7 separate regions of the Mus musculus genome follow, and all the other regions are linked to region 6. The links are chromatin contacts, called in public Hi-C, HiChIP or PLAC-seq, Micro-C and promoter capture Hi-C maps. All regions are on one chromosome and are shown on one strand. The core of a region is the stretch at or near the end of the contact, and the rest is flanking DNA. Distances in the headings are between cores, read along the strand shown. Region 1 holds the start of Traf3 (TNF receptor-associated factor 3). Region 2 holds the start of 4921507G05Rik (RIKEN cDNA 4921507G05 gene). Region 3 holds the start of Akt1 (thymoma viral proto-oncogene 1). Region 4 holds the start of Siva1 (SIVA1, apoptosis-inducing factor). Region 5 holds the start of Adssl1 (adenylosuccinate synthetase like 1). Region 6 holds the start of Klc1 (kinesin light chain 1). Region 7 has its middle 24 kb from the start of Gm40584.

What was found. Promoter capture Hi-C pulls out the DNA fragments that hold promoters and counts their contacts. A called contact is a pair of places that touch in the nucleus more often than the background predicts. HiChIP or PLAC-seq counts read pairs in DNA pulled down with a chosen protein or histone mark.
Region 1: a Micro-C map of embryonic stem cells shows a contact between it and region 6, with 2.6 times the contacts expected there. The contact joins the promoter of Traf3 here to the promoter of Klc1 in region 6. A contact is called at or near these places in 1 of 39 promoter capture datasets (liver), 1 of 484 Hi-C or Micro-C datasets (embryonic stem cells) and 1 of 115 datasets of contacts at active chromatin or transcription factors (memory CD8 T cells).
Region 2: an HNF4G HiChIP or PLAC-seq map of pancreatic cancer cells shows a contact between it and region 6. The contact joins the promoter of 4921507G05Rik here to the promoter of Klc1 in region 6. A contact is called at or near these places in 2 of 115 datasets of contacts at active chromatin or transcription factors (bone marrow-derived macrophages and pancreatic cancer cells).
Region 3: a contact with region 6 is called in a FOXA1 HiChIP or PLAC-seq map of pancreatic cancer cells. The contact joins the promoter of Akt1 here to the promoter of Klc1 in region 6. A contact is called at or near these places in 2 of 39 promoter capture datasets (pre-B cells and stem cell-derived epiblast-like cells) and 3 of 115 datasets of contacts at active chromatin or transcription factors (extraembryonic endoderm stem cells, pancreatic cancer cells and trophoblast stem cells).
Region 4: a contact with region 6 is called in a Hi-C map of B cells, with 7 read pairs. The contact joins the promoter of Siva1 here to the promoter of Klc1 in region 6. A contact is called at or near these places in 1 of 39 promoter capture datasets (hippocampal neurons), 1 of 484 Hi-C or Micro-C datasets (B cells), 3 of 115 datasets of contacts at active chromatin or transcription factors (embryonic forebrain, large pre-B cells and pancreatic cancer cells) and 1 of 9 other capture datasets (embryonic stem cells).
Region 5: an H3K27ac HiChIP or PLAC-seq map of extraembryonic endoderm stem cells shows a contact between it and region 6, with 5 times the contacts expected there. The contact joins the promoter of Adssl1 here to the promoter of Klc1 in region 6. A contact is called at or near these places in 5 of 39 promoter capture datasets (the C10 cell line, hippocampal neurons, liver and 2 more) and 3 of 115 datasets of contacts at active chromatin or transcription factors (extraembryonic endoderm stem cells, pancreatic cancer cells and stem cell-derived neural progenitor cells).
Region 7: a promoter capture Hi-C map of pre-B cells shows a contact between it and region 6, with 2.2 times the contacts expected there. The contact joins the enhancer-like site here to the promoter of Klc1 in region 6. A contact is called at or near these places in 4 of 39 promoter capture datasets (the C10 cell line, embryonic stem cells, pre-B cells and 1 more), 2 of 484 Hi-C or Micro-C datasets (cerebral cortex and cortical neurons) and 4 of 115 datasets of contacts at active chromatin or transcription factors (astrocytes, embryonic forebrain, embryonic limb bud and 1 more).

The regions. Positions count from the first base shown.
Region 1 is chr12:111,164,794-111,167,819 of GRCm38.p6, reverse strand. It overlaps Traf3 (TNF receptor-associated factor 3), which reads right to left and starts at 1,450. Exons shown (of 12, transcript NM_011632.3): 1 at 1,218-1,450. The region is part of intron 2 of 4930595D18Rik (RIKEN cDNA 4930595D18 gene); the gene reads left to right.
Region 2 is chr12:110,839,466-110,842,656 of GRCm38.p6, reverse strand. 4921507G05Rik (RIKEN cDNA 4921507G05 gene) reads right to left here and starts at 1,628. Exons shown (of 2, transcript NR_152102.1): 1 at 1,372-1,628; 2 at 1-248. It overlaps Mok (MOK protein kinase), which reads left to right and starts at 1,718. Exons shown (of 12, transcript NM_011973.2): 1 at 1,718-1,911. The coding sequence starts at 1,905.
Region 3 is chr12:112,672,839-112,676,235 of GRCm38.p6, reverse strand. It overlaps Akt1 (thymoma viral proto-oncogene 1), which reads left to right and starts at 1,960. Exons shown (of 14, transcript NM_009652.3): 1 at 1,960-2,236. Gm30150 (a long non-coding RNA gene) reads right to left here and starts at 1,760. Exons shown (of 3, transcript XR_381988.3): 1 at 1,539-1,760; 2 at 684-1,217; 3 at 266-545.
Region 4 is chr12:112,643,277-112,646,616 of GRCm38.p6, reverse strand. Siva1 (SIVA1, apoptosis-inducing factor) reads right to left here and starts at 1,789. Exons shown (of 4, transcript NM_013929.2): 1 at 1,533-1,789. The coding sequence starts at 1,650. Gm30101 (a long non-coding RNA gene) reads left to right here and starts at 1,850. Exons shown (of 3, transcript XR_381987.3): 1 at 1,850-1,935; 2 at 3,175-3,303.
Region 5 is chr12:112,618,669-112,622,122 of GRCm38.p6, reverse strand. It overlaps Adssl1 (adenylosuccinate synthetase like 1), which reads right to left and starts at 2,076. Exons shown (of 13, transcript NM_007421.2): 1 at 1,813-2,076. The coding sequence starts at 2,004.
Region 6 is chr12:111,757,337-111,760,735 of GRCm38.p6, reverse strand. It overlaps Klc1 (kinesin light chain 1), which reads right to left and starts at 1,887. Exons shown (of 16, transcript NM_001025360.2): 1 at 1,694-1,887.
Region 7 is chr12:112,557,863-112,561,271 of GRCm38.p6, reverse strand. No RefSeq gene overlaps it. Among named protein-coding and RNA genes, the nearest start is that of Gm40584, 24 kb to the right of the region's middle. Within about 2 kb of position 1,456, at least 31 of the 459 cell types and tissues checked have an H3K27ac peak or open chromatin away from gene starts, as enhancers often do. A contact at or near this core is called in pre-B cells, where this site is marked.

The sequences.
Region 1 (3,026 bases), core at 201-2,700, 590 kb after region 6:
CCTCTCCTTTAAGTAAAGGATGGCTGTACACTATTTTGCTAAACACCCTACAATGATGCAGTATTTTCAACAGGCCATTTTCCAAGATCTGAAAAACACCAGAAGGTTTTAAGAGCTGACTGAGGGTTCCCCTGAACAATTTCTACATATAAGCATTTTACACACAATACAAAACAGCATTTCTAAAGATTTCACTTGTGTATCTAGTCACAGAAATGCTACCAAAAAAAAAAAAATTATGGCTCCTCTTCAGTTGTATGCTGTGAATGTAAATTAAGATGACAATACAACACTCGATAAACCCTTTAAGACTCCACAAAAAAAGAGCATACTTACAAATGTGTGTACGTAACACACACACACACCCTTCTATTTCATTCTCAAAACTGAGTCAAAGCTCAGTACAAAAGCCGTGAAAATAAAATCAGTTCCTTCAACCGATCATTAATCTGAATGCTTCTTCGATTTCAGAGCACGTCCACAACACTTCACCCATTTGCATGTTGTTGCCGTTTTAAATTAAAGGTAAAGAATTGTCCACGCAGAATTCTCTCTAAAGGTCTAATCCTGATACCCGGGTCCCCAACCGGTGGTGATGACAGTGTAGAAACGTGGCGAAACGTACATGAGCCATAGCCTGGCGCCTCCAAAACCTGCAAGCCCCGCGGCAAGGATCGTTTTAATGGCTCGCCCGTGGGGAGCCCACTCTGACCTTTGGTGTTAATCGAAGGTGGAAGGTGTGCATTCGGCCCCAGCTGGATCCCAGAACCGCCTGCCTTCCAGCCTCTCTGCAGCTCTCCGACTATGAATCAGTCATTCATCTGCAGAGCAATGACTCAGTATAAACTTTTAAATAATGGCTCAAAAACCCACCTCCACCAGCCAGGGCGAGCACGCTCATCTATGCGGGCACCCTGTCTCCGCCGCTCCGCACCGCGCCAAAGCCCCGGGCCTCGGAGATGCTGACGGCTCGGCACCCCTCGGGGCGGGCACCCAGGGCTCGAGGCCTGCCTGCCCCGTCTGCCCGGAGCGCCGGCGCCTCGGGCCCGGAGCTGGCCGCACACACAAAGTTTCCAAAGTTGGGGCGGCGGGCGGGCCGCACCGCAGACGGTGAGGCGGCCGGGCCTGGCAGCGAAGGACCCGCCGGGCCCGGGGCCGCCGCCGGGATGGAGCCGCCCGCCGCCCCGCCGCCCGCCGCCCCCGGCCCGCGACCTTACCCCGAGGCCCGCCCGTTCGGCCGGCTCAGGGGCGCCGCGCGCATCCTCCGCCGCCTTCTGCAGCGTCCAGCTCCCCGGGCAGCCCCATGTCGGGGGGCGGGGAAGGGCCGGCGGCCGCCGCCGCCGCCGCCGGCTGGAAAGTCCCTGCTGGGCTGCAACCCGGCTCGCGCACGCGGCGGCCGCCGGCCGCGCCGCCTCACGCACCCTCGCGCTGGCACTTCCTCTCGCGCGCTGGAAATCCCCGCGGGCCGCCTGGGCGCGCGCCCCAGCGCGCCCGCCCCCGCCGCCCGCGCGCGCCTCCCCGCCCCCCCCCTCATCCCCTTCGGCTGGCGCGCGCCCGCGCCCGTTGCTAGGGACCCTCGGCCCCGCGCTCGCCGCCGGCCTTAGCAACGGCGGCGCGCGCCCCAGGCCCTCAGGGCCCTGGCCCCTCCGCGCGCGCGCGCGCGCCCTCGCGCCCCGCCCGCGTCCCGGTCTTTCCGGGTCAAAAAGCCAGTCGAGCGGAGGGGAAGCAAGGAAGGTTCCTCGCCTTGCCACCTCGACGGGCGGCCCAACAGTCTCGCCTACTCGGGCACTCAGGTCCTTGCACCTGTAGAAGACACTCACTCGCGGGCGCCCATTGACACGCGTGCAGAGTTCGTTCCTAGTGTCTCCTGTCCAAGAACACACATCTTCACCGACAGAGTTCACAGGCAGGCGGGCAGGTCTCACAGTCCACATTAGCACACAGCCATGCCACCCTCACACATGCCCCTCGTATGCTCACAGGCGGGTCTGGTACCATCTGACCCAGCTCTAGGGGTTTAGCAGAGTCCTCCTCGGCTCCCTACATACCCACCCGAAGTGGATCTGCCCTGTGTGGACAGGGTGGCCAATTTGTCCTGGGTACTTCTCTAAGCCAGGGACACCCATTTCTCCAGCAGCTTCATCTTGCTGTCTCATGGTCACAGGGCCCCACCAGATGTCCCTACTGCCATGGCAAGATGGGAGCAAATGGGGGTCTATCCTTACAAAGTTCAGACACTTGAGCAAAGAGGCCATGATTGTTTCCAAGTCATCTGGAAGCTCACACATCCCTTCTCAATAAAGTTTGTCGGATCCTAGGCTGGAACGGAGACCAGTGTGACCAGGCTGCGCAGGAAGTCCAGCATCTTCTGTCCAGCTTACCTCATGGAATGTTCTAGAAGCCTGGATAGTCTGACAGGACATCTCTGAATGCAGTAGCCCAACAGGTGCCTGTTCGAGAGCCCACATAGGCCTTGCTAGCCAGGCTCAGCTAGGCCAGTGGCGCCCTCATCTGGGCCACAGGCCACAGTTCTGAGTTCAGAGTCAGGTCAGATCCAGGGTTCCCCAAGGCAACAGTGCTAGAACGACAGTCCCATCTATGAGGACCCTGGAGCTCACTATTAGCCCCTTTCCCCTCGTGGGTGTCTTTAATGGCCCGGAATGCTCAGAGTGCCCCTGCCTTCTTTAACCGTGTTCTCAGACCTCTACTGTTCGACCCCAGCCCTGTCCAGGGCACCTTTCTCACACGCCTTTCACGGCACAAGGAAAACTGCCCAAATCCAGAAAGGCTTCCTTCTCTAGGCTGCACTATTTGGACTCTTTTCAAATAAGCCACCAGGCAGAAGGTACAAAGACCTGTGCGTGGGGCTTCCTATGGCTGCGTGGCTCCTTTTATTCTCTGCCAAAGCACTAGTAAGCCTTCTTCAGAATGAGTGGGTAGAGTCCAGCCGCGTGGAGCTCTCTACGGGTGAGACCAGCTGCTGCTCCCCCACCCCGAGCCCTTCTTCTCCCATTTAGCAGCTCCAG
Region 2 (3,191 bases), core at 379-2,878, 920 kb after region 6:
CTGTGTCTCTTGCTTTTTCCAGACGCCTGAGTTGATTCTCCTGGCCTTCTTCACTAAGGCTCCATGACTCTAAGCTTGTCCTTCCTCTCCCCTCTGCAGCGGCTGGTGATCGAGCTCAGTCACTGAGTTCTAGCTTTTATCTTCCTCTTCACATTTTTAAATTTTGACATAGAGCTCTGGAACACACAGTCACAGGAAGGCAGAACATTTTCCATAGAGAAACCGAAGTCCTGCTTGTGAATTCTGGGCTTGGGGTGAGATGGAGAAACAGAAAACAAATAGGGAAATGAAAATAATTTAAATGTTTCACTCCCAATGTGTGCATATGAAAACTGTTAGACAAAAAAAAAAAAAGAAAGAAAAATAGACAAACAGAAGGGCTTTTCAGATGTTACTTCTATTTTTCTATTTATTTATTTGTTTATTTATTATGTATTTATTTACTTATTATATTACAGTAAGTACACTGTAGCTGTCCTCAGATACTCCAGAAGAGGGCATCAGATTTCGTTATGGATGGTTGTGAGCCACCATGTGGTTGCTGGGGTTTGAACTCAGGACCTTTGGAAGATCAGTTGGTGCTCTTAACCACTGAGTCATCTCGCCAGCCCCAGATGTTACTTCTAATTTGCTAAAACACATCAGTTGTTCCAGGGGCCAGTTTGAAACACACCCTCCATAAAATATGTACACGTTGAAACCCTTTGCGCCCAACTTCTTCTGGGCACAGAAACACAGGGAGTCAGAAGCCATGGGCTGGTGTCTGGGTTCAGTGATCCACCAGGAGGTGCCCCTGACAAAGCTCTTTATCATCTTGGGACTCCAACAACAGGATATATGGTTTCTATTGCCCAAGTCAGCAAAAACACTTCTCCCATCTGCCTGTTTAACTGGGTCAAAGGGTAAAGTTTGTCCTGAATCCTCAATGCTTAAAATCAGGCTTGCCCCTAGACAGATAAGAATGATACAGAGGTGACAGGTGCTGATTCCCCTGGCTTTTGGACAAACATTTATTAAGCACTTGCAGTGTGACAGACCCTGTCAAGCCTTAGGCAAAAGCCCCTAGGAATTGGGTGGGGCACCAGGGACATCTCATTTAGTCTTCACTGCGACCACTTGGGTAAGGATTTTTCTTTTTCTTTCTTTCTTTATTGAATTTAAATGCAGTTTATTTTTAGACAACCCACATGACTTTTTTTTCCCCTTTTTTTCTTTTTGAATTTAAATGCATGGGGTGAGAATTTTTCAACCTCACTTTACAGTAACAAGAATTTAGGGATCTCGTCTAGGTCGCTTTTCATTATATCTCCAATGCGTGCAACACTACTTTTAGCAAAGTAAATGTTTGTTGAATTAAGCAGTAAAACTTACAAATTACACAGCAGTAGCTATCAGGCTGCTTTGATGCTCAACTGTAGGTGTTGTCAAGAACAGGCTCCAACTAGTGTTACAGGCAGTTAAAGCTCAAGGAAATTGTTCTCGTCTGGTTCAACATCGTTACATTCTCGGGAGAGCTGGGAAGAGTCAGTCCCACCAAGGTCGCCTACTCACTAGGTAAGAAATTATACTTAAATTTAAAGCGGCGAGAGGTTGCGTAGCGACCGAACCGAGGCGGCAGGCTGCACCGCGCATGCGTGAACGGGCCAGCGGTTTTTAAACCCTCTCCTTTGCGCATGCGTATACGCATGTCTCCGGAACGCCCCTCCCTCCTAAGGGTCTGGCGGTTGCTAAGGCGACAGGAATACAATATGGCGGCCGGATCCTAACGCTCCCCAGCCAGGGACCACCGCGAAGGTCCTCGAGCCGGAAGCCACCTCTGGAAGGGAGAAGGCCGGTACCACAGTCTCCTCTTTTCTTTTCGGTCCGGGGCCGTCCAGGGGCTGACGGCGTCATCCGCGTTCAGGATGAAGAGTGAGTGGGGCCGGAGAAGGGCTGAGGGTCCCCGGGGCCTGCGGGGCGGCGCCGCAGGTACCCGGGGCTAGGCAGCGGGTTCTGCTGGAGTTTGAGGAGTTGTGTCATTTCGTTCATTCACTCGCTCATTCGTTCGTTCGTTCGTTCGTTCGTTTGTCGGATCGCATCTGAAATCTCAAGACATTGGCCGTCGGCTCTGAGCGCTCACACGGTGGCTCCCCGCCCCTGCGGGACGGCGGCTTAAACCGCGTTCGAGAGGGACGCTGGGCCGCCTATCTTACTTTCTGAGTTAAACAGTTGTGGTTCTGAAAGCATCCTTTTAGCGGAATGTAAAACGGTTGCTTAGAAGTTGGGAGATGAGGCAGTCTTTCTAGAAAATAGAAGGACTGGAAAACTGGACTTAGTGCCGGGTTTGTGGGTAACCTGGAGTCCAAATGCGACTAGACAAGTCGGTTTTGTTGGGACCGCTGTTTGATTTTCATAGATATACGGTTATGATTGCCTGTGATAGTGTAGCCAGAAGTGTAGTCTCTTACCGTGATTAGATTGTGTTCTCTGTAGTTACAATATCAAATTGACACTACATTTTAATTGCAGTGCAGTAATTTCTATGTACCATAAATGACATAACATTTAAAAAATAAGTCATCTCATTCACCCTTCAGTCTTGTGTCACTGTGTCACTCCCTTTAAGGAAGATTAATGTGGTCTTGAGGGGAGTGACGGGCGCATTCATTCCCCTCACTTAGAGGCAGAGGCAGTTGAATTTCCATGAGTTTGAGGCCAGCCTGATCAGTATAACAAATTTCAGGATAGCCAAGCCTACTAGACAGAAACTGTCTCAAAAAAAAAACAAAAAAAAACAAAAACAAAATCTGATGCAGTAGCATGCACCTGCAATCCCAGCATGCCTATGGTGAGATGGGAGCAGAGATAAGAGATTCCCAAAGAGCTCGAAGTTCAGGCATATGCAGTGCTAAACACCACAGACACTACTACAGGTGTTCCTCTCACCCCAGCTATGGTATCTTCTCTCTCCCTCCACACCCTTCTCTCTAGTATTCTCTCTCTCACCACAGATCCTATAGACACACTTAAAGAGGAGAAAAACAAAAACAAAAAAAAATTTAAGAAAAGTTAAAAAATAGACACATCATAAAATGCAAATTATATATGCAAAATATTAATTTAAAAAAATTTAAGTTTTATATATATATATATATATATATATATATATATATAGAGAGAGAGAGAGAGAGAGAGAGAGAGAGAGACAAGGC
Region 3 (3,397 bases), core at 711-3,210, 920 kb before region 6:
TAGATGACAGAGGCTATCACAGAGCCACAGTCCGGCTGCTACAGGCAGAACCTCTCTAGATTTCGGGTGCCATCTAACTTGGGAGCTGTCTCAAGAGCATATCTCACTATGTAGCTGATGCCCAGACCTCTTAGCTCAGGATAGTGCCTGCATCCTACCAAGCTGCCAGGGATGAGAGGGAGGAAGACCTCTGTGAGAGAGGGGGGAAGACCTCTGTGAGGGGGGAAGAGGGTCAGGAACCACAGGTTGGTTTGTTTGTTTTTGGTTTTTGGTTTTTTTTTTTTTGAAGATTTATTTATTATTATACATAAGTACTGTAGCTGTCTTCAGACGCACCAGAAGGGGGCGTCAGATCTCATTACGGGTGGTTGTGAGCCACCACGTGGTTGCTGGGATTTGAACTCAGGACCTTCGGAAGAGCAGTCATCTTACCCGCTGAGCCATCTCGCCAGCCCCCGGGACCAGTTTTTGTTGGAGAGCATGGCTGCAGAGCAGGCCAGTGGCAAGTCTCAGTAAGGCGGACCTTACTCACCTTGTGGCTCTGTCTAGGAGGCCCAAAGAGGTGTTGCCAAAGTGTGGACCCAGAAGGAGTCGCCTATCCCCCAACCCACTCCGGACTCGGGGGAAGATAGAGACACAAAGAAGGGAGGCGGGACTGGTTACTGCATAGAAACAGGGCTCACCACAGGTAGGAGCTGTCTCCAACAGTGGCTTCCAGGAAGAGCATCCGAGTGAGAAGGGTCACTAGAGAACAGCCAGAAATTGCTGTGTTCCACAAGAGGGCGCCCTGCTGGCTCTAACTGTGTAGCAACGGGATGGGGGAAGTAGGAGAGGAGGAGTTGGGGGCCTGGGGTGAAGGTTTGCTGGGCGAGTGATGGATATTTGTGTGACTCTCAGCCTCTGAAGGCCACTCTCAGGGTCAGGGATACTGCTGGAGCAGAACAGAACTGCTGCTGAGCCTCTGACTTAGCGCCCTGGAGGCTCTCTGAGCTGGGGCAGCTGTGCAGCAGATAGGGCACAGAACAGAGCCCCCCATCCCCATCCCCGTCTGAAGGGTATGGGGCGTGGCTGAGAGGAGAGTGAGTTCTTCTCCGGGAGTGGGGTGTGCTTCCCAGGTCAGCCCCAGGAGCCCGAGAAGGAGCTCCGATTTCCATCCTGGGCGATAGCGTGGACTACTAAATCTACCCTCTTGTTTACACTCCTGGTGAACTCTGACCCTTGTATGAAAAACAAAAAATGCCCCCTGGTTAAAAATACCAAACACATGAAGGTAAATTCACAAAAGGGTTACTATCAAGTCGGGCTTCTGGGACGAGGGAGGGGCCCTGCGCAGGAACTGCTGAGGCTGGCCGAAGGGGGAAGGACTGAGGATGGATAAGAGGCAGGAACCACCTTGACTCTTCAATTCCGGGACACCATAAGGAACCGCCCCCCAAGCCTCACCCATCTGAGTCCACAGCAAGGTCTTGGCTGACTGAGTCCTACCCCTGAATCTGCCCCCTCTGGGTGTCCAGGTGTGCTCCCGTCCTCCCTGTCACCTGGGGAGTCCTTATCAGTTGCTGTGGCAGGCAGTACTGGGTTGGATGAGCCCTCAATAGCCTTCTTTCTTGTGTTGGCTGGCCTTTAGGACACCGGTGACCGGTCTCTCCCGGCTCCCAAGATGGGGACAGTTGGGCCTCTTGAGAGTCAAACTGATTCACTTCCCACGCTGGCCTCCCTCCTTGGGGTCTGGAGAGCTAGGCAGGGAAGGGCCAGGTCCCACAAACCGGGAAACCCAGACCAGAGCTGGAGCTCTGGATCTGCGGCGGGGCTCCGTTACCCGCGTGGCCCTGGCTCGGGGCCACCCGAGGGCGGCGCCTGCGGGGCCGCGCTCGCGCTCACGGGGTGCCTCGCCCTGGCCGCGGGCCGCGCCGGGGGCGCCCGGGGCGGCGGAGGCGGATGTGGGCGGGCGGCGCGGGCGCGGGGCGGGGAGAAGGCGGGCCGGCGGCGGCGGCGGCAGCACCGAGTCGGCGGGCGGCCGGCCCAGCGCGGCAGCGCACGCGAGTCCGGGACCAGCGGAGCGGACCGAGCAGCGTCCTGTGGCCGGCACCGCGGCGGCCCAGATCCGGCCAGCAGCGCGCGCCCGGACGCCGCTGCCTTCAGCCGGCCCCGCCCAGCGCCCGCCCGCGGGATGCGGAGCGGCGGGCGCCCGAGGCCGCGGCCCGGCTAGGCCCAGTCGCCCGCACGCGGCGGCCCGGTGAGTGCCCGCGCCGCGCCCTGTTCCGGGCCGCGGCCACCCCGCTTTGTTCCCGGCCGCGCCGCGCCTCGGAGTAGGAGCAGGAAGTGGCCGAGCGGAGGCCTGGGCGGGGAGCGCGCGGGGCCGGGCTGGTCGCGCAGGAGGCCCACGCCGGCGAGGGTGCGGGCGGCCGCTGCGTGACCTTGGGTGGCCGCTCCACGGGGCCAGGTCGCGGGAGAGGGGCGCTGTTGGTGTGCGCAGTGGGGGCCGGTGCGCCCTGGGGCCTGGGGCTGCCCGGGCACTCGGCCAGCGAGGGTAGGAGAAAGGCTCGCCCCGCGGCCTGCGTGCGGTGGGAGGGCCCTGGGAAGGAGAACTCATTTCCCACGGACAGAAAGTTGTGCGCGGTGGCACAGTGCCCAGGCTAGCCCACAAAGGACTGCTAACCCTCCTGGGCCCGGAAGCTGCTTCCTGGACTAGGTGGTTTCTGGAGGTGCCGGGGGGGGGGGGGGCCTTGAGGACGGCGTGGACTCGGTCTCCCGGATCCGGGATACTGGCTGAGCTGATGGAATTGTCTAAAGAGGACTGGTTTCTAAGTTGGGCGGTGGTGGAACCTTGGGCCTCTGCTGTGTGGCCAAACTCCTCCTTCCCCCAGGCCCCTGGTCTTGCTCCAGGTGGCTAGCCTTGACTGCCTAGAGCCATCACTAAAGTGAAGGGCGAGTCGCCTTGGTGGGGCCCCAGCTGGGCGTGTGGCTCACGGGCCAGTGTCCCAGAGGGGCTGAACTCTTAAGACTTAACAATAGCAACCATATGCCCTTACGGCATGGCATGGTGGGAAGAGTGTCCCATGCTTAAGTCGGCTTGATGTGGACATTGGCGTTAACATGGCTGTGTTTCTTCACTCCGTGTGTATGAATTTATTTTTACACGGCTCTGGACAGCTGACTGTCATCAGCAGACCTTGGGGCTGGGTGGGGGTAGGGGACATCCACCGAGAGAGATCTTGCAGTACAGCCCTCTGCCTCCAGGCCACACCCACTCTGACAGTCACTGAGCTGGGATTTCTTCTTGGCTTATCTTTTTCGTTCTGGCTTTTAGTCGCCACCTGCTTGCTGAGGGAAGGGCTCTTTCCTTCTTGGGCCAGGTGTGGTCTTTCCTACTTTGGCATTTGGCATTTGACACATA
Region 4 (3,340 bases), core at 540-3,039, 890 kb before region 6:
TGTCTCAGTGCCAGAGAAAGCTCTGGCTCAGAACCATTCATTCCCAAAAGCAAGTGTCCCAAGGAGGCAGAAAACAGACACGAGTTTAGAACAGCACCTACAACCATTGCCAGGCCAGTGAACAACTTTACTAAAGGGACAATGACAACAACCCCCTGACAAAGACCTCCCAGATGTTCCAGCCCTGCCACCCACCAACCCCGGGTAACTGGCTGCTCACACCTATAACAGTGGATTGCTTCCTTTCGGGCTTCAGGCCCAGGGAGCCCTAAAGGGAAACACTGTTGCGAGTTCTAGAAATACTCACTCCCACGACCCAGGGACCTCTCTGTGACACTGGAAGCAAACAAAAACTCAAAGAGAGTGGCTATTCCCAGCTCAGTTGCCTCCTACTTTAAGACAGAATTACTTAAGTTCAAGGCCAGGCTAAGATACACGGTGAAAGCCTGTCTGAAAAACAAGAAATGGGAAGAGTTCCTGGAGGGGTACTCTTAACACAGGTGGGGCTCAAACCCACATTCCATTATGAGAGCAATTTTCTCCTTAAGGCCTCCTGGTCCAGCAGAGTCCAGAGTGTGGGCTGGGGTTTTGGTAAACTGTGTGTACTATAAAACTCGCTAGAGCCCTGCACCCCTTCCTGACTGGCTGGCTCTGAGTGGCCTGGCAAATGCTCCAACACACAAGTCCTCAGAAGGGTAGAGCCAGGCTGTTAGGTTCCAATTAACACTTAGGCCTTCTTTTCAACTGCATGCTTACATTTAAAAAAAATTAATTTACTTGGCTATTTAGTTACTATGAGTGTGGTCGGAAGACAACTTTCAGGAATTCTCTCCTACTGTATGTTCTTGGGACCTGACTCATGTCCAGGCTTGCATAGACTGCACTTTAACCAGCTGAGGCATTTTCTGGGCCGTGTTTGCATTGTTATTGCTGTTTTAAGACATCTCACCATAAAGCCCATGCCTTTCCCTTCTGAGTGCTGGCGTCAAAAAACAAGCCACGACGCCAGGCCATGTCTAGACTGGGGGGCGTGGGGGGAGGCACACTCTTTGCAGCTCAGTCCTGTCCCTTCACGCATCGCCCCTGCGTCTCAGCACTTGAGTTTGCATTCCCAGAGTACAGAGAGGGAAAGGACAAATACTGGGGCTGCGTAGGGAGTTTGTTTTCCCGCACATTCCAAAGGCGCAGCGGCACCGCTCAAAGTTATACGGCCGCAAACTGCGCCAAGCTACGGTACACTGCGTTACACCTGCCCCAGAAAGCCATCACTGCAAGGCAATGCTCAGCAACATCCATCCGCTACAAAGGCCACTTGCGAGGGCTCAGGGCAGTCTACGCCATCACGCCCACTCGAACCCAGTCCCCGCGTCGGTCCCGCGCTAGGCTAGTCCGCTCGGCAGCACTCGGGTCCGACTCGGATTTCTCCGGGAGCCGCCTGAAGCAGCATCCACCGTGAGCGCTCGGGACGCTCCCGCGGTCTCCCGCTGCCCTGCGCGGCGTAGCGCGCTCTACCCACGGAAGTCCACACTCACCGAAGACCTCGCGTGAGTAGCGCTCGGCGAACACACCGTGGCTCAGCTCTTTCAGGCCCACGTGGACTTTGAGTTGGAGCGGGGCTGCGTCTGCGAACGGGCAGCTCCGCTTGGGCATGGTAGCGGGTACCAGACACAGCCTTCAGCAGCGCGCAGCGCGCCGCGCGCCGAGCACACGTCACGGCGCCCTCGGACCGCGGCGGAGGCCCGAGCCGACGAGGGCGCGGCGCCCAATAGGCCGGAGAAAGGCTGGGGGCTCGCCTCAAACGGGCCCCGCTGCGCGGGATAGGCCGGAGTGACGTCGGGGGCGGGACTTACGCAGTTAACGGCGAGGGATAGGCTGAGGGAGGCAGTGGCTGGAATGCAGGGCGCGGGAAAAGGCCAAGGGCGCTGGCGCGGCGAGGTGAGGTCTGCGCAAGGCGTGGCACGGGATAGGCCGAGGGGGGGGGGGGTTGTGTTGGGGCGGGGCTAGTTTATGTCACAGCTCAGGATAGGCCGGGAACTAAGAGGCGGGGCTCTGGGGTGGGGCGCGGGATTAGCGGGATGCTACGTTGGGGGCGGGACTCGTGTGCTAAGGGGCTCTGCATAAACCAGCACGAGATCGAGGGCGGGGCTCAGCGCGCGAAAAGCCTGAAGGCTCTGTTGTCGCTAAGCAACGGTGATAGGTGATAGGTGAGATATCAGTATCAAACAGTAGGGTGGCGGGTTTTGTCCCAGCTCCTGATCTTAGTGGATACGGGCACCCATCTTCCCCTACGAGTTCCTCTTGTGTTCCCTTAGGTCTGATCTTGGGCAGGGAGCCTGAGGGTTTATGGCGTCACCTGCGGGTCCGCTGGTCAGGATTTAAAAATATTGTGGTGTCTTCTAACATGTTGAACAGGCAAAACAGTGATGCTGAGGGGTTTCTCAGTCCTTCTATTTCTACACAATCGGAACGTCAGTTATTCGGGTGCATTAAGTTTTGTGCTCATCTTGGAGTACAGGAGACCCGGAGTGTACACACAGCACCCGTTAATTCTCCAGACTTTGTAGAATGGAAGTCTCTGATCAAAGTGTCAGGTTCTCTGCAGGCTTCTGTCTTCCAGAATCTACAAATAAAAACTTTTGTGTCCTTACTGGATGTGTGTGTGTGTCCTCATCTCATAATAACACCCAGTACTTTGAATTAAGTTCTGCCCTAAGGACCCTGTTTTAACTCTTTAAGACTATATCCACCAGCCCTGTGTGTTGGCTCACACCTTTAATCCCAGCTCTCAGAAAGCAGAGGCAGGCTGATCTCTGTGAGTTGGAGGCCAGCCTGGGCTAGGTAGAGAGACCCAGTCTCAAAATACCGAACAAAAAACTGTATCCAGATACAATCACACTCTGACTCTTGGGAGTTAGGCCTTCGACATAAAGAAGGAGCACAATTCTAAATAGGACAATAGGGTCCAGTGACTACTGACTGCTGTGCTTCCCCACCCCCACCCCCACCCCCAAATGGTGGTTTCCCCGGTTGTAGAACTGTGCAGAATGGATGATACCTCTGTGTGGAGTCATGCGTTTGTCCCCTACTGCATGGCTTAAATCCAGCGACCTGTCCCAGGAACCACCACTAAGAAGGCTGTTGTTCATGTTAAGATAATGGACTTTTTCCTCCCAGAATCCGCACTTCCTAGTGCAGTCTGTACAAGCGCCATGGGGTTCCACTGGGCCTGACTCCCGTTCTAGTATGAATATGAAGTGTTGAAGGCTCCGTCCTCAGATGACGTCATGATTGAAGGGTAATAAGGTCAGGATGGCTGTGGTTTGTATATGCTGGGCCCAGG
Region 5 (3,454 bases), core at 827-3,326, 860 kb before region 6:
GGTCCCCGCCAAGGGGAAGGACAAGTGCAGGAAACCAGAGTAGTCACCAAGTGCTTGCAATGACTCAGGGGCTGGGCACTCAGGGAAAGGACTGGAGTTGATTTCCAGAGGGCTTGATGGAAGGCTGACTCTTCTGCCTTGTCCATGAAGTGGGGGGAAAGAGGACAGGTCTCTTGGCTTATGATAAAGGCTTCAAGGGACTCAAAGGAACAGTTAGTTTGGTTCTTCAACTTTTCTGAGCCTCAGTTTCCCAACCTGTAGAGGAGCTCTGTGGGAGGCTCCTGACTTGCTAGTTCACGAGAGACTGGAAGAGAAACATGTCTCTATTCTCATATTCCTCAGGGGAACACCTGTTTGGGTCTGCTGGGGAGGTCAGGTGGTGGGAGAGATAGCCCCTCTGAGTGGGTGACTGTGACCCTGTGCTGATCCTTGAATGTCCTGTCAAGAAATGGGGATCTGGATCTGTCATGGTGACTTGGGCATAGAGCAGGGATAGCTCATCTTCACCCAGAACTGTGTCCGCAGAAGGAGACGGAGCCTGGGACCATCGAGGCTCACCCCTGACAGTGCTGACCAAACCCAGCAAGTTGTGTGGAAAGACTGTAGGCGCCACAGGAGCAAACGGCTCTGAGGAAGGGTGGGGGCTTTGGTGCTGGGTCGCTGGAGAGCAGGACTCCAGACCGCTGGGAGTAAATCCCAGTTACATACACATAGCTGGACAATGCATGCAAGGTGTAGGGCTTAGGAGGCCCAAGGTCTGTCCTTAGGACCTAGAGACTTCAAGGGAGAGGGGTGAACAGGGTGAGAGAGCAGGGTAGCTCCTCATTCTTAAGAGAGTTTCCAGAAATCCTCATCCCCAGCTGGGCAAATGTGGCCCAGGGAACCAAGCTATGCCTCCGGAGGCCTCCTAGGAGTCCTCGGGAACTCAGCAAGAAAGCCACAGAACCAGGGAGACAGAACTCCAGCAGGTGTTCCCACCTTCATTTGGGTCAGCAGCCATAAGTGTGGCTCCAAACCCAGTATCACAGAGTATCTTCCCTCAAACCGAGCCCTCTGTGCTGAGGATGGCACCGCAGAGGCAGTGTGGCTGTTAGCTGCAGCTCAACACCACAGAGACTTAAGGAGAGCAGGCAGCTAGCCCTAGGAGAGTACCCACCCGCTGTCCAGAGTCAGTCAGAACAAATGTGGGTGCTCAGAGCACTTTGCAGCTGGCCAAGGGCACAAAGACTGTCTCTGGCCTTCTCTGAGCACTACCAGCCACCGGGTCACACCCTGCCCGGGAAATCTGTGACTCCTCCTTTCTCCATGTCAGCCAGACCCCTTTGAACTCTGCTTTAGGCTCCTGACCCTGCGTTCCTCTAGGTTAGAAACCTATCTTCATCCTGTCTCTGCCTGGCTGACTCGCCGAGGACACCCCCCTTCTCAGAAAGCAGCTCTCACCCTTTGCTGCATCTTAGGGTACCTCGACCCACCCCGTTGGGGCTTTCCCCACTGGAGGGCCCACCATCACCGCCCTGGAACGCCCTACCCCTGAGGATCCCATGTCCTCAACTCAGCGACTTATATTTTTAGCTCGGGCTCCTGCCATTGCCCTGGGGAGGAGGTGGGTGGGTGGTGGGAGGCCAAGAGCTTTGTGTGAGAGGGTGTGTGTGGGAAGGAGGACTTAGGCAGTGGGGAAGGTACTCCTGGGAGGGAGGAATCCAAAAGGCTGTGACCCACTCAGGGCACAGGAGGAAGGGGTTCGTCCGGATCCCGGGGAAGGGGAGAGGCTCGCTGGGCAGGTTAGGGAGGGACTCGGCGCCTGGCCCGCACCTGGCAGCGACTGACGATGTCGGCGTCCGTGGCCAGCAGGTCCACCACCTTGCCTTTGCCCTCGTCCCCCCACTGCGCGCCCAGCACCACGGTCACGCGGGAGCCTGTCGCCGCCGCCTCCTGCTGCAGCCGCCCCCTCTTGACTCCGCCTGTGCCGGGGGGCCGGTCGTTGGAGGCTCGGGTCCCGGACATGCTGGCTTAGCTCCTCTGCTGCTCTGGGCCAAGCGAGAGCCCGCCGCCGCCAGAGCTCTCGCTCCATTAAATGCGGACGCCTAGAGAGGGGGGCGGGCCGGGGGCGGGTCCTGCGCACGCGGTGACGCACCTCGGTGACCTGCGGCCACAGCTCCCTGTCCCTGCCGCTGTCGCTGCAGATGGCGCGCACTTAGGGTGCTAGACGCCCCGACACGACTTGGGCAAGCAGATGACTCAGAACACCCTAGGACGTGAGAGGTGCCAGTGCTGCACGACCCGGACTCTACCCCTGCCCACTGGCCTGCTAGGACTAGGGTTTGGGGTTGCACAAACAGCGGAGGAGGCTGCTTTTTCCGGGGCAAGAGAGCGGTTAACAAAAGCAGAACCACAGATGTTTCTTTGCCGTTAATCTGGAGGATCTGCCTGCGGGATCACCTGTTTTCCCGTCTTGAACCTCGAGTCCAGGACCAGGAACGGTTCTCCTGAGAGCCGCCCAGAAAGTCACCTTAACTAAGACGATCTCTCTCCACCAGGCCACATAGTCACCCCTGCTGGCCCAGGATATGCAGCTCTTGGGTGGCTGTAGCTAGCTACTAGCCCAGCGCCAAGTGTAAGATGAAGTACCCACATCCGCTCGGGGTCAGAGCAACTTGAGGGACACAGGAGCAGAGGAGGATTCAACTTTCCAAGAGACCTCGGGGTCGATGGTTTCTGCCACTCAGTCCAGACTGGAAACAGGGACAAGGGAAAGTCCTGAGGCTGGGAGGCCTGTGTGGCATGCTCCCCCCAGCCCCCCACTGGTGCGTGTCCTTCCAGGGTGTGCTAACTGACCCCTGGGACAGGTTCACAGAGCAGTCAGGCTCCTAGTTGTCCTGGGGGCAGTTCGCAGGACTGTCACAAGACCAGTGAGACTAGACACACCCTCTGGGGGACTGACACCCCCCCTCCCCCAGCTTGGGGAAGAGAGGCTATTCCCAGTCAGCCTCAGCCACACTGCTGCTACCCTCCCTGGCTGTGCAGGTCATGGTGGTCTGTGTCTTCTGTTTCACATAGGGACATAGACACTCTCTTCAGTTGCTATGGCTGAAGCAGTCAGGGCCTCGGATCTGGACACTACTTCTTAGAAGAGCCTTACAGTCTTTGTGTGCAGATTACAATATCCTTCTCTACCTCACTCAGTGCCACAGTGGGGAGGGGGCAAGCGAGTAGACGTGGCATCTAGAGTTAGTGGTTCAGGCCAAGATCTCCTGAGCAGTGGCTGGGACAGGCAGAAATCCCTGATAAGGTCTTTCAGGAAGGTGTGCTCAGAAGGCAAAGCAGGCAGAGAAGGCTGATGCAGGAACGGAGACAAGGGGTAAACAGGAGAATATGGGGGGGGTTGTCACAGGAGGAAGGGTAGGGGGCACAGCAGCTTCTGAGGACTGAGGGAGGAGAGAGGCTGGCAGAATGT
Region 6 (3,399 bases), core at 638-3,137:
TCTCACAATGCTGGTGCTACAGAGCGGTCACCACCAGGTCCCACCCCTCTTGGTTCCACCAGAGCATCAGGCTGGACTTGCAACATGCTGCATTCTTTAATGATCTAGAAGGGGCCCGCCCTCCCACATACCGCACACTGTGGAATTTTAAATAGAATCATTGCATTCTTACAAATACTTACTGCAAAGAACAGTAAGTCAAATTTCCTACCACAACTGAGGCCTATAGGCCTCCATGTAGAAGATCCCTAACTATGGCATGCTTAGGAGACTCAAGGTTGATCGAGTTTCCTAATGGGGTTTCACTGTCCTATTACAAAGCATTCCAGGCTAATTCTGACCTAAGGCTTTGTCATACCGTATAAAGAGCCTTGGAATTTAAGTAATGCAAAGAATCAAAAACATAGCAGTTTAAATGGTATATAAATTTCTTGTTCTCATGCTTTTTAAAGACATCATTTTTGCAAGTACACCAGATCACCAATAACATAACAGTAGCAGGTAGTAGCAATTCCAACACAACACAGCTGGAAACGGCCTGCAAACTTCATTATAATGCCATCCACTCGGTCACATATTAATATTACTTTATTAACACCTTAATTTTTTTTTACGGGAAGGGGGCTCCACATGTAACAAGGAAAAGCACTCCAGGCCGGGCACATTCAGGTCACAGGGAGATTCCACACCCGGCCACTGAAAGAAAGAGACTGGCTGGCCACTGGCCATGGACCACAGCATGACAGCACGCCACCCAGGGCGGTGCCGGGGAGAGGTGGGGGCTAGAAGGGCGGGGAGGCCTGAGACAAAGCCAGTCGGCTGACCCCCAACACACACACTACCACCACCACCACCTCTTCAGGACCTCAGCAGACAGGCTTTGGGTCCCTTAAGCCCACAGCTGCCATTGGAAGGCCGCCCCCGCCCCGAGGCCCGAGTCAGGGCGGGGCCCTGAACACAGATGGGACAGAAGCCTGAGGGACACAGGAGGGGAGTGGAAGAGAAGGGGCAGGAACAGAAGTCTAGAGTGCAGGCAGAGAGAGCTGAGCCCCAAACCTAGAGGGTCACGGACGAAGAAGGGACAAGGACCTCAACTCAGAGAGGGACAGGCAGAGATAGGACAGGACCCGAACCAGAACAGGAAGGGAAGGGAGAAGAGCCTCAGCCTGGATGTACAGGCAGAGAGATGACGACAAAGACCCCAGCCAGGAGGGGCGCAGCCAGTGACAGGGAAGGGACCCAAAGCAGGGGCGCAGGTAGACAGGGACAAGGACCGCAGATTGGAGGAGCGCAGAGAGGTGACAAGAGACCCGAGCCTAGAAAGGCGCAGGCGGAGAAAGGACAGAAACCCCTGCTGGATGTGCACAGGCTGAGAGAGGACAAGGACCGCAGACTACTGGCGCGCAGGCAGAGGTGACAAGAGACCGGAGCACGGAGGGGCGCGGACGGAGCGGAGAGGAGAGGGAACCCCAGGGTGCAGACAGGGATGGAAAGGCCAGGGAGGGGACTGGGTTCGGGCGGAGGAGCAAAATCGCAGCCTGGAAGGGCCGGGTGCAGATGCGGCGGTGGACGGAAAGGTCCAGAAGCCTCAGCCCGGAGGATGCAGGCGGGAAGGGGTCGCGGCCGCGTCTGGAGCACTGCGCACCAGCCGCGCGGAGCCCGGGGCGGGGCGGGGACCAGGCCGCGCACTCACCGTCCGATCGGGAGAGTCGCGCTCGTCGCGCTGTCACAGGCCGAGGCCGCGCAGAGCCCAGCCGCCTCAGCAGCAAGCGGCGCCTCCGCAGCCGCCCCGCAGCATCCTCACCCTGACCCGCGCTCCGCAGCCTCGCGCCACCCTCCGCCGCCGAAAATGGCGTCGCCGGCGCCGCGCCCGCCCCACAATGCTGTGCGCCGTGACGTCACCCGCCCTCGCGCCGCCGGGCGGGGCTCAGGGGAAACTGAGGCTGGGGTCCGCAGCCCGGAGCTCTCCAGGAGCCTCTCTAATCTGTGTGTGGTGGCCTCAGACCGGGAGGCTTCCCTCGCCGCGCCTCCACCCGTGGAGGACGGGAAGATCGCCAGGCGGCCAGGACCCACCCTCTGCGGCTCGCTCCTGGCCGCAGCTCTCGCTCGACCTCCAGCCTGGCCCAAAGGGCAGGCTTGCCAGCTCAGGTTGCTCCTGAGCCTCGCACAGCCGCCTGGCACCCCAACTGCAGGCCTGACTCAGCAGCGGGTTGGAGGGGACGCTGAGTCAGTGGCAAGGCCGAGCTTGCCTGCCACCGGCTTGGGAACCCTCCAGGTGCCTTTAGACGTTTCCAGAATGGCGCGGTTGTATTACTAACGGGGAGGGGTTGCGAATGCCCACAGCCTCCCCACCTTGGGAAACGCTTCCCTCTTCTGATGGTATTGCCCAGAACCTGCTGCGGTCCTCCACCCTGCACTTATACCTACCAACATCAGGGAGGCAGGTGCTTTTGATCTTAACAAGCAGATCCAGTTACTTTGACCTCCTAGAAAATTCAAAGGCTGGCCAATAAAGGGGCAGCTCCCGTGGGGAGCGCAGCAGCCCATGTTGGCCTAAGGAGAGGCTGTGGGTTCAGTCTTTACTGCAGGCTTCACTTGCCCCAGCACACAAACTGCTGCTTGGATGTTGGGTGTCGCCGGCTCTTCAGCCACTGCCATACATCTGAACAAAGCATATGACGGCCCCTGCCCAGGTGGTGTTGGAAAGAAAAGAGTAGGCTAAGCGGGAGCCCATTTCTTTCCCATGGGTCAATCACTGCCCCTCCGAGTCCTGTATATGCACACACTTCTTCAGCAAGCAAAGGGCTTTTTTGTTTCATCTGTCCCTGCCATTGCTTTGTTCAAGCTTTATCATCTCGTTCTTTTGCCCCTTCAACTGATATCCACTAAGTTCCCAAGGTTCTCACAGGAAGACCCAGGTACATAAAGTGGCAGATGGTGTCTGCTGGCCAGCTCCCATTCCAATGAGAAAAAACAAGCTCAAACAGAATCTGACTTGTTGAAAACAGTAAAATTGCAGGCAGAGTGGTGAGGGAGTGGCACATGACCCAAACTCCAAGGTCAGAAAATTGTGCTGACACACACAGGAAAGAACAGGACCACGGAACCAGCGTAGAACACTCCATTAAATCTTGAGACAGGAGCACCCCTGCTGTGTTGGGGAGGAGGAAAGACCAAGCTAATCAACCCTGCTGCAGACATACATCACTCTCAGCATGAGCATAAAACTCCTTAGCTTGGTCTACAAAGGCCACAGGACCTAGTTGTACTAAGGTCACTTTACCCTGTCCCTAGCTGCCCTCACCTGTCCTTTAGTTTTCTCTGCCACACCCAGTTCAACATCCCCCTGCCTAGACTGTTGTGTGACTTCCCATGGAGAAATAAAGAGACATCTATCCT
Region 7 (3,409 bases), core at 207-2,706, 800 kb before region 6:
TTTTCTTCTTTGTGGGTTCCTCCTGGGTTCTTCTAACAATACCGTCTCTGATTCAGCTCAGCTCCTCCTGTCTTTTTTTTTTTTTTTGATTTTCGAGACAGGGTTTCTCTGTGTATTCCCGGCTGTCCCGGAACTCACTTTGTAGACCAGGCTAGCCTTGAACTCAGAAATCCGCCTGCCTCTGCTGAGATTAAAGGTGAGCGCCACCACGCCCGCAGCCCCCCCCCCCCCGCAGCTCCTCCTGCCTTAACCATCCCTATTTTTACTGATTAAGCAATCTCCTCTCCTCTCCTCTCCTCTCCTCTCCTCTCCTCTCCTCTCCTCTCCTCTCCTCTCCTCTCCTCTCCTCTCCTCTCCTCTCCTCTCCTCTCCTCTCCTCTCCTCTCCTCTCCTCTCCTCTCCTCTCCTCCCCTCCCCTCCCCTCCCCTCTTGCCCTAGTTGCTCTTCTTTTTGCTCCTACTGTCTTTTCTGACCCCACTCTTTTGCCGCCTGGATCCTACTCCGATTCCAGGCTCTGCTGCCTTTTTTATCCTCTCCAGTTCCCAGAAGTCCAAGAGGCAGCCAACAGGGTCAAGCAGTTCCAATGGCTTAAGCACTCCCAAAGAGCCAGTTGACTAGCTACTGGGGATCCTTTAAAGGGCCAAGCACACAGAATCATTCACGCTACAGTTGACCTTGATCAGGTGACTCCAGCATGTGGTCATCCTCTGCTGCTGACCTGTTCCGGGCTTTCACTCCCTACTGCGAGCCATGTTCCATTTCCAGAGTCTCCCTGAATGTTTGGAATTCTTCATTAGAGAGACTGATTTTCTCATCACTTGAGTGATGGCTTCTATAAGGTCTAATGCTGCAACACCAGGGGGCAGCATAATGAGGGAGCCTCCAGTCTAGAGCAGGGGTGCAGGTCTCAGTATACCATCACAGCAGCCTTCCATGCACTGCACTCTGTTTGCACTGATCCCAGATTGCACACTTCCACCTGCACACTTCCACCAATTACAGAAGTCCCTGTGCTGGGTCAGCTGAGGAAGTACTCTCCCTCTGGCCAGGGTGAAAATGACAGTCCTGTCAACAAGAGTTCAGCCAGCTTTGTGATGGCTGGCCCAGCAGTCCCCTGAAGCTGCCTTGTGCTTCAGTAGCAAGCAGCTGCTGTTTGCAGGGTGGCTCCCTCCAGGTATCTGTGGAGTACTCAAAGCAGGGGCTGCTGCCTGACAGATCGAGACATCCAGGGTGCGAGAGAAGGGCCTAACATCTGTTACCTGGGAGTGACATGGCCTTAGGCACTAAGATTGTAGCTGTATTTAACAGGAGAATAAATAATAAGTGGAAGCTTACAATGAAGGATTATCGTTATTAATAGTGACTTAAGAATATTCAGCACGCTCACCTCCTGGCCCAGGGCCTCAGGGAGAGGAAGGTGCTTTCAGCTTGTGTAACTTGTTCAGGGACAGAGTTCAACTCCTCCCCGGTTTCACTGTTGCTTTGGCTGGACTGGAGACCTGTTTTTCCCTTCTCAGAGGCGAAGCTGAAGACTGAGGCAGTAAGGGCACTGGCAGGGGGGCACAGGGGCCTGGAGGGACAGAAAGGATCTAAGGAGGACAGCTCGGGACTGAAGCGATGCACCTAGGCATCCTAGCTCCCTGTCTCCTAGCTCCACTGGTGCCCTGACCTTTAGCCTCCCTGCCCCACTGGAAGTTCCCCCTCAGTGGCACCCTGACCCTCAACCCCACAATTCCCTGCTTCTCAGCGCCCCTCCTCCACTGGCTTGCTGCCCCTCAGCCCCATTGGCTTCCTATCCCTCAGCCCCCACTGGTAACCTGTTTCCCAGCTCGCTGGCACCCTGCCCCTCAGCCCTACAAGCCTATCCTCCGTCCTCTCTCTGTGGGAATGCCTGGGCTCAAGTTCAAAGTGTAGAGGGGAAGGGTTTCCTTCCTCTGTAGACTGAAGTCCCCTCCCCAGGGAGACACCAGAACCATTGTCCCTTGTGGCTCCTGACCTGCTGTGAGACTCTGTATCTGCCCTGGGCCCTGCCTGCAGTTTCTTCAGTTTATCTGCTTGCTCACAGGGTATATACCGTTAATTGCTACTTTGTTTTTGGAAGCTTGCACGCCATTATTCCCACCAACAGTCCCCTCTACCCTTTGTTGTTTTAGGATGCTTTCTTCTGAGATAGCACCTCATTATACGACACCAGCCAGCCTGGAACTCACTCTCTAGACCAGGCTGACCTTGAACTCACAGAGATCCACCTGCCTCTGCCTCCAGAGTTCTGGGATTAAAGGGGTGCGCCACCACAGCTCGTTCACTTTAGGGTATGCTTGACCATTTTCATCCTAACGAACATGAGATGGAAACTAAGTTTGACGTTTTTTGTTTTGAGCAGAGGTCCAAACTAGTCTTGAAGCTAGTCAGATCTCTGTGTCAATCTCCAAAGGGCTGGAATTATAGGTGCATGCCACCACATGCAGCTGAGTTTTTCATTTCAATGGGAATTTGTATTTTTAGCATTTATTTATAATTATCTTTTGTGTAAGTGTGTGCTGGGTAGTTTTTAATGTCAGCTTGACATAAACTAGAGTTATCTGAGAGGAGGAAACTTTAACTGAGAAAATATCTCCGTAAGATCCAGCCGTAGAGCTTCCCCCCCCCCCCACCCCTTTGGGACTGATGTGGGCGGGCTCAGCCTATGGAGGGTGGTCCTTCCTTGGGCTGGTGGTTCTGGGTTCTATAAGAAAGCAGGCTGAGCAAGTCCTGCGAAGCGAGCCAGTAAGCAGCACAGCTTGAGGCCTCTGCACCAGCTCTGCCTCCAGGTTCCTGCCCTGCTTGAGTTCCTGTCCTGACGGACTTCAGTGATGGTGGATGATGTTTAAGTGTAAGGCTCATAAGCCCTTTCTTCCTGTTGGGCCCAGTGTGCTAAGCCCGTGACGAGATACCACGAACTTGGCAACACTTAAAAAAGAAAGCATTTAATTTGGGCTTGCTTACACTTTGAGTTTTAGTCCATTATCATTATGGCAGGGAGCATGGCAAAATGTAGTTAGACTTGGTGCTGGAGAAGTAGCTTAACCGGATCTGCCTGCAGCTGGAAGAGAGGGCCACTGGGACTCTTTCAAAACTCAGCGCCATGAGATGAAAGGATGGACCATCTAGAGACTGCCATACCCGGGGATCCATCCCATAATCAGCCTCCAAACGCTGACACCATTGCATACACTAGCAAGATTTTGCTGAAAGGACCCAGATATAGCTGCCTCTTGTGAGGCTATGCCGGGGCCTGGCAAACACAGAAGTGGATGCTCACAGTCAGCTATTGGATGGATCACAGGGCCCCCAATGGAGGAGCTAGAGAAAGTACCCAAGGAGCTAAAGGGATCTGCAAGCCTATAGGTGGAACAACAATATGAACTAA